Linked DNA regions of Capra hircus: region 1 is linked to region 2. The links are chromatin contacts, called in public Hi-C maps. All regions are on one chromosome and are shown on one strand. The core of a region is the stretch at or near the end of the contact, and the rest is flanking DNA. Distances in the headings are between cores, read along the strand shown. Region 1 overlaps GPRC5C (G-protein coupled receptor family C group 5 member C). Region 2 has its middle 75 kb from the start of GPRC5C.

The links. Hi-C and Micro-C count contacts between places; a contact is called where the count stands out from the background.
Region 1: a contact with region 2 is called in a Hi-C map of blood, with 2.0 times the contacts expected there. The contact joins two enhancer-like sites. A contact is called at or near these places in 3 of 5 Hi-C or Micro-C datasets (all in blood).

What each region holds. Positions count from the first base shown.
Region 1 is chr19:56,187,713-56,191,401 of ARS1.2, reverse strand. GPRC5C (G-protein coupled receptor family C group 5 member C) reads left to right here. Exons shown (of 5, transcript XM_018063878.1): 4 at 1,472-1,627; 5 at 3,233-3,689. The coding sequence ends at 3,265. Among named protein-coding and RNA genes, the nearest start is that of GPRC5C, 14 kb to the left of the region's middle. Within about 2 kb of position 1,546, at least 3 of the 5 cell types and tissues checked have an H3K27ac peak or open chromatin away from gene starts, as enhancers often do.
Region 2 is chr19:56,127,140-56,131,021 of ARS1.2, reverse strand. No RefSeq gene overlaps it. Among named protein-coding and RNA genes, the nearest start is that of GPRC5C, 75 kb to the left of the region's middle. Within about 2 kb of position 1,846, at least 1 of the 5 cell types and tissues checked has an H3K27ac peak or open chromatin away from gene starts, as enhancers often do.

The DNA of each region.
Region 1 (3,689 bases), core at 297-2,796, 61 kb before region 2:
TCCTCTCCCCGCCTGGAGCCCTGGGGGCTGGGTGAAGCCAGGGCACCCCACACTTCCAGTCCTGGGCTCTCCCCGGGCCTGAACCTGTGTCCTGTGAGAGCAGACCATGGCCAGGAGCTGGGAGGGCAGAGGAATCTCGGAAGGGTGGGAGCAGGGTTTGCCAGCCCCCAGCCGCCCAGGGTCCCCTGCCTGGCCGCCCCACTCTACCCGTGTGCATTGGGCCCCACTCCTTCAGGAAGACTTTGGACGAACAGATATTTTATCTCATAGTGGCTCCAAAACCATGGTCCCTTGACCCCCACCACTCCCATCACCTGTGTGTGTGCTCAGCTGGGTCCCACTCTTTGCAACCCAGTCAACTGGAACCCACCAGGCTCCTTTGTATGTCACCTGGAACTTACTAAAAATACAAGGGCCCGTGGTGTGATGGAGCCGATGATTAGCATCGATTCGGTGACGTCACCTTGATTACGTGGAGTTACCCAAGTCACAGTAGGAGTGACCGTGGAAATCTGCTGACGTCACAGATCAGGGTCATTGAAACAGTGACCAGCTCGCCTCGGGGTGGGGCCCCCTAGGTGTGCTTGTGGCTCAGCAGTTCAGGTGATTGTGATGCACAGCCAGGCTTGAGAACCAAGGGTCTCAATGTTCTAGGAGCTATAAGGGGCGGGGGAGGGCCGATAGTAAAGGGGTGGGAGGACCTCCCCCACCCCCATCCCATGGCCTCCAGGTTCGAGTATGTGGAAGAGCTGCCGCCCCGCCCCCGAGCTACAGGGCTTTGGGGGCGGCTCTCTGCCTGGGGATGAGGCTGGTGGGGCTCACGTTCCTTGCAGGGTGGGCCCTGGGAACGACGCCTCAGCCTCGCCCACCCAGCAACAGAACCACTGCTGCTCTGACCAGGATCCAGGCCACGAATTTGGATTTTTAAGTCTCCAAAACTTAAAACTCGCCAGCCCCAAACCACCAGGGTTTTAAGTCTCTAAATTAGGCTGCTAAACATGTGATACCTAGGGCCGGACAGAAGAGTGTCCTGGGCCCTGCACACCAGCTGCGATGCTGTGGGGGATGTGGCCTCATTGGTGGGGCTCAGGAAAGACCCCCAGAGGAAGCAGAGTGGGTTGGGTCATAGGAGCTCAGCCTGGCTCACCCTCCTTTGGGCCCCACAGTATAGGGAGTGGGATGGGGCTTGAGAGGAGGAACCTCCCCCTGCGCAAAGCCCCCGGACCATTGGAGGCAACTGGAGCCTCGTTTCGCTGCCCAGCCCTCTTCAGGGTGAGATAAGGGGCTGGAGGTCAGAGGGCAGCCCCTTCGGCTCCAGACTTAGAGTCACCATCCCAGGCCCAGCTCGGGGTGGGGGCGGGTGGTGATGGGGAGGGGCGGGGAAGCTGGCAGGCACGGCCCGCAGGAAGCCGACTGTTTGCACATCCGCCCCGGCGGAACCGGCTGTGAGACCGCCTGTTCTTCCTTCCAGTCCGATGGAGCTGGAGCGTACGACGTCATCCTCCCTCGGGCCACCGCCAACAGCCAGGTGACGGGCAGTGCCAACTCCACCCTGCGGGCTGAGGACATCTACGCGGCCCACAGCCGCCAGGAGGCCACGCTGCCCAAGGAAGGCAAGAGCTCTCAGGTGTTTAGAAACCCCTATGTGTGGGACTGAGCCGGCCCCTGGAAGAGGCGGGCAGATTGGAGGACCTGGCCCCTGGAGAGGGTCTTCTCCCCACCGGGAGCCCGCGCTCTCCCCAGCCCCCTCCCTCCTCGCTGGCCCAGGGCGGGGGCCTGGGTCTCACCCGGGAGACCCTCCTGTCTGCCAGTGTTCAGATGGGCGTCCCGGTGCCCCTGCCTGCTCCTCAGTGTTTGCGGAGTCCAGGAGCCAGCTCTAGCTTCCTGCCAGGGTCACCTCCGGTGGCCACGCTCCAGCCAAATAGTGTTGTTCTTCTTGGGGTGGCGGCCAGCCAGCACCCATGTTCTCTGGAGTTTTCAGAGAGATTCCTGCAACCTCGGGAGACGTCGCAGGCGCTTCTGTCCTGGGCCTTGTTCCTCTGTGAGGAGCACGGATGCCTAATAAACACGTTTCTGCTTTATTAACCCTTCCTCTGGGAATGTCATGTCTGATCTGGGCTTTCTGTCTTGGATGATCCGCCCCTCTACCCTGGCCTGTAGGTGTCTCCTCTTTCTCCTCCCTCTGAGTCCAGGTCCCAGGAAAGCCACTGCCGAGCTCTCCTTCCATGAGGCGAAGGAGCCGACGCTTCCCTCCAGGGAATGGGTCTTCAGCTGAGCCTGGGTCCGTGTCCTGTGTGATCAGGATGGCTCTTGGGGCCCGGCTCCCATCTCGCGTCTCATCTGGCATCTGGGCTTGTCTGACCAGGCCACTTTCCTTGGGGACCCCGTCTACTGGATGGAGGGCAGGGAAGGTCGGCCCAGCAGCAGGCGGTTCTGTGCAGTGTATGTGTAGGGGAAGGCTTCAGCCCCTCTTTGTGGAAACAGTGATGAAGATCTGTCGGGATACGGTGGAGGACCACTGCTCCATCTCAGATCATTCAGTGTATGTGTGCTGGGGCGTGACTCAGAGAGGGCCAGCCCTTGTTTACGAAGGTGGAGGGGGCTGGCCAGGTTCTGGCTGGTTTCACTCCTGGGTGGGAATTTAAATCCCCATTTGCTCAGTCCTTTATAGTAAAGCCTGTCCACAGCAGTGCATTTTAATCCTTGGAGCTGACCCTGAGAGATGGGTAGAACGGTACTTTCTCTTTTCCAGAGTCAAATCCCAGAGCCAGACCATTTTAGGGTTAGACGGGGTCTTGGGCCTGAGTGATCAATGTAGCTCCCTGCCCCCTCCCCCTGACAGGTAAGGGACTGGCCCAGAGAGACCACAGGGCCTCTGGAAGTGGCCCTGCTTTCAGCTCTCAAGACTTTTAGCGGGTCCCAGTGGCTTGTGTTCAGACAAGCAACCTTGCTCTGACTTTTGGACACCAGTTCAAGGCTTTGCGAGGGGTCTGCTAAGTGAGCCCCTCCTGGGCTTGGGAATATTTCTCCCCAACTCCCCAGAAGCTATTTTCTGACACAAACTATAGGGGAGAAAACGTTTCTGTTGGAAGGGGGAGAAAGGTTTCCAGAAGATAAAATAAATCGGACTTCTCCTTCAATGTCAGATTACACCATCCCCCCGGGGATGCGCTTTTGTGGTTCTTATTCTTTCTTCAGTTGTTCAAACACTTGTTCTTTCTGGTCACTTTAGGCTCAGTCCCCGCAAAATAACACGAGATGGTAGACGCCCTCTTCCATGGACCACACGGCGTTCAGATGTCCTCTTTCCCGTATGTCCAGGCTGGGCAGGGCCTTTCTCATTGGTGCTGGGAGGGCCCTGAGGTCACCCATCTGGAGTGGTGGAGTCGGGGGCCATGTGAAACTCTAAGGATGTGGCCGGGGCTCAGGGCACCCCCTCCCCACCCCCGCCCCGATTCCTGCCCAGCCCAGCCTCTCCTGGTCCCGGAGGGACTTGAGACTGCAGGAGCGGTCTGCAGACAGCCAGCCTGCCTCTGGACACCCTCCCCCCACACAGCTCCTGCACCCCCCTCTGCGGCTCTCCAGATGACCATCCTGCAGGGCCACCCTGCAGTGTCTGTCCCGCTCTGCTCCAAGGTGAAGCCAAGCTATGGCAAAGCTGCCCATAGTCCTTCTCACCAGGACCTCCT
Region 2 (3,882 bases), core at 597-3,096:
GTTTGATCCCTGGTCAGGGAACTAAGAGTCCCACAAGCCGTGAGGTTTGTTCAGAGAAAATAAAAATGAAGTCAGATCATGACATTGGTCTTTTGAGCCTGGCAAACATTCCATGTGTCTTTCTAAACTCCCCCTCCCTACCGCCCAACACTGAGTTTTATTTTAAATGAACTCCTCCTCACAGGGGCAGGCCCCAACTCTCGTACTGACACCCCCCATGTTGTCATTTTCTCATTCTTGTATTTATTTACTAGATACCAGGTGGTGTCCACACTGGGGATGGAGAAATAGACGAGATAAGCACGGTTCCTGCTTCATGGCTTTCCTCTTCCTCATTCTGCTCATCAGCACGGAGAAGAAGCACACGCGGGTGCCTGTCGTGCAGACAGAGGGCTCAAGCTTTCTCGACGTTTAAGATGAAAAGCTGTCAGGAGACACTGTGTCTATATCTTCACTGCACATGGGACATTAGGAGGAGAGGGACAGGGAAACCAGAGGCAGAAGGTCACGCAGCGCAAGGACCACAGTCCACACATCCAGATCCCGCTGCAACGCTCTCTGTTTTTAAAAATATTTATCTGTTTTTGACTGTGCCAAGACTTGCTTGCCACATGCGGGATCTTTGTTTCAGCGCTGGGGCTTCTCTCTAGCTGTGACTCGTGGACTCAGCAGTTGCGGCGAGTGGGCTTAGTTGCCCCGAGGCGTGTGGGATCTTAGCTTCCTGACCAGGGATCAAACGCGGCTCCCCTGCATTGGCAGGCAGATTCTTAACCACTGGAGTGCCAGGGAAATCGCTACCGTGCTTTTTGGCACTCATTATTCAGGATTGGATGTGTTTGTCCCGAGAAGATCAACCCCCAGCCTTTCTCAGGGCACCTTAGGAACACAGGCTTAGCAAATGATGTGCAAATCCAAGGTGTTTTGTTTTTTTTTTAAGTCTAAAATCTTTATTTTGTAATCTGAAAGGGCCAAAAAGAGTTACCCAGGAGCGGAGAGACTAGAAAATCCTTACAGGATCCATCCTGATTTATCCTCAGAAATTCTTGGCGTCTTAGTATGATGTTTGATCATCTTAACTCTCTCACCCAACTCTGTCCCTAGTCTCATGGCCCATCTTCCCGCCATCCTGAGAAGCCCACCCTTATCCATTTCCCCAAGCAGGGCTGGGGGCAGCCTCAGAATACTCCCTTTCCAGGTCTTGCGTGTCTTGATATAAAAACAGTAGCAAATCTCAATCTTATGTGGATTTTACCCCAGTGCCATTAAAATTTTTTCTATTGGCCACCTTAAAAACACTTTTAAAAAGTTGACATTAATTTTAGTAGTATTACCCGATACACTGGAGAAGACTCTTGAGAGTCCCTTGGACTGCAAGGAGATCCAACCAGTCCATCCTAAAGGAAATCAGTGCTGGGTGTTCATTGGAAGGACTGATGCTGAAGCTGAAATCCAATACTTTGGCCACCTGGTGCAAAGAGCTGACTCATTGGAAAAGACCCTGATGCTGGGAAAGATCGAGGGCAGGAGGAGAAGGGGACGACAGAGGATGAGATGGTTGGACGGCATCACCGACTCGATGGACATGGGTTTGGGTGGACTCCAGGAGTTGGTGGTGGACAGGGAGGCCTGGCATGCTGCAGTCCATGGGGTTGCAAAGAGTCAGTCGACTGAGCGACTGAACGGAACTGAACTGACTGGATAGACTCAAAATATAATCATTTCAGCGGCATTGGAGATATTTTCAATTCTTTTTTCCACAGCAAGTCTTCAGCACCTAGAGTGCATTCGGTACTTGCAGCACACCTCGAGGCAGACCAGCCGCAACCTCACGAGCTCGGAAGCCGCATGTGTCCTGCGGCCGCCATATTGGTCTGGATGCTGGTTACCTGGCTCCCAAGCCTCCGGCCCAGATCTCCTTGGTGTTTCTCTTTCCTCTGGTTTCTTCTCCCACCTCCTCCAGCTGTGTCTTAATGTCAAGGATTAGACGATGCAGCGGTGACAGAAAACTCCGCCTACAGGGTTGAGAGCCTGATGCAAACCAGACTATGAGCTTTTGTCTTGGAAATGCAATAAGCAGAATGCAGGCAGCGTTGTGTTTAAACTACAGACAGTGTACGTCCTCCTGACGCCCCATCACAGCCCCCTCCTGCCTCTGGCCGGCTGCCCTTCCCCTCCAAGGTTCCCACTTTTTCTCTTTGTGGTCAGGGCAATGCCCTAAATAGAAGTCTTCAAAGCGGAGATTCTACCCATCTTTCTGGTTTGAGGACTAGGGTATGATTAGTGTTGGATTTTTTTTCTTTCCCACATTTGCTTTATTGAGATTAGTTTGGAACTTCCCTGGTGGTCCAGTGGTTAAGAATGGCCTTACATTGCAAGGGTATGGGGGTTCAATCTCTGGTCTGGGAACTAAGAGCCCACATGTTGCGGAGCAACAGAGATGACTGGCATAGGAGGAGCGGGGGGGAGGGTAGTGTGCAGCAGCAAGGGGGTGGGAGAGGGCTGCCCAGAGGGACCCAGGCTCCAGGTCCCCTCCCTGCTAGCTATCCCAGCGTGAGTGTGGGGGGAGCTCAGGAAAGCCCCCAGAGGCGCATCTGGGCTCCTCTTCTGGGAGGAACCTTGACTCCCAGCTTCACAGGAGGCAGGGTCCCCAGATAAGGACAGAAGCAAAGGCAGCCACGAGGATCTGGGAAGTTTGGGGCAGGTGGAGCAAAGCCAGGCGGACAAGCCAGCTGTGGAGAACAGAATTGCAGAGAATAGGTGCGCAAAGTGCTGAAAACTTACTCCTTTTGCCTCATTTACTAAGAAAACAGGGCTTCCCTAGTGGCTCAGATGATAAAGAATCTGCCTGCAATGCAGGATACCCGCGTTCCATCCCTGGGTCAGGAAGACCCCCTGGAGACGGGCATGGCTACCCACTCCAGTGTTCTTGTCTAGAGAATCCCATGGACAGAGGAGCCTGGTGGGCTACAGTCCATAGGGTCGCATGGAGTTGGACGCAACTGAAGCAACTCAGCACACGCTCATTAGGAAAACGTCATTCAGGACGCATCCGTCATCAAGAAGAAATCTCCCCGAGTTCTGGCTTGGGCTCCTGTTGCTTCTCCCGCCCCTGACTCGCTTCTCTCTGCTCTGGGTGAGCTTCCTCTGAGGTTGCACAGATGCTCAGATGTAAAGGCCCATGAATAGGAGCTCACAGCAAAAGAGAACTTGTGCTTTCCTCTAAAGAGCAATCCGCATCCGCTCTCTCTACCTCGGCCAACACTTCGTTACAGAACCCGCTAAAACCACACACGAGGAACCATCTGAGTCTCCAGCTATTGGAGGGCATGAGGGCTTGGGTACCAGGCTCCTGCTAGAAACACACTGGCTGGAAAATACCATCCCAGCTGTCATGCTGACCGCCTTCATTTCTGTCTCTCTCCCTGCCCTGGAGAGTGGGCGTCTTAGTCAAGTGTTGCCTGACAGCTTTCATCGGCACCCAAGAGGCAATTCCTAGAAGCGTGAGTGTATGTGTGAGTGTGTGTGTGATTGCATGTGTGTGTGTGTGTGTGTGTGTGTGTGTGGCAGAGATGGGGTTCAGGACAGACAGGGGATGCCTACTCCAGCGGATTTTCTTTGATGACACTGTGTGAGTAACAACTCACCCACAGTTTCTCCACAGAGATCAGGGGCTAAGTGAATATCAGCTGCAAAGAACTGTGGGAAAATCACTGTCACCAGGTTGGCAACAGGGGCCGATGGCCCCTCAGCCACCTGAGCCGATGAGGCAGCTGGACTCTGGCTTGGCCTCCTGCAGAGCAGAGCTGCTATGTCACCTGAATCTATCTGGTTGGATCTTCGGAAGGCTGGATCCAGGGCGTATTCACAGACGGGGGGACTCGG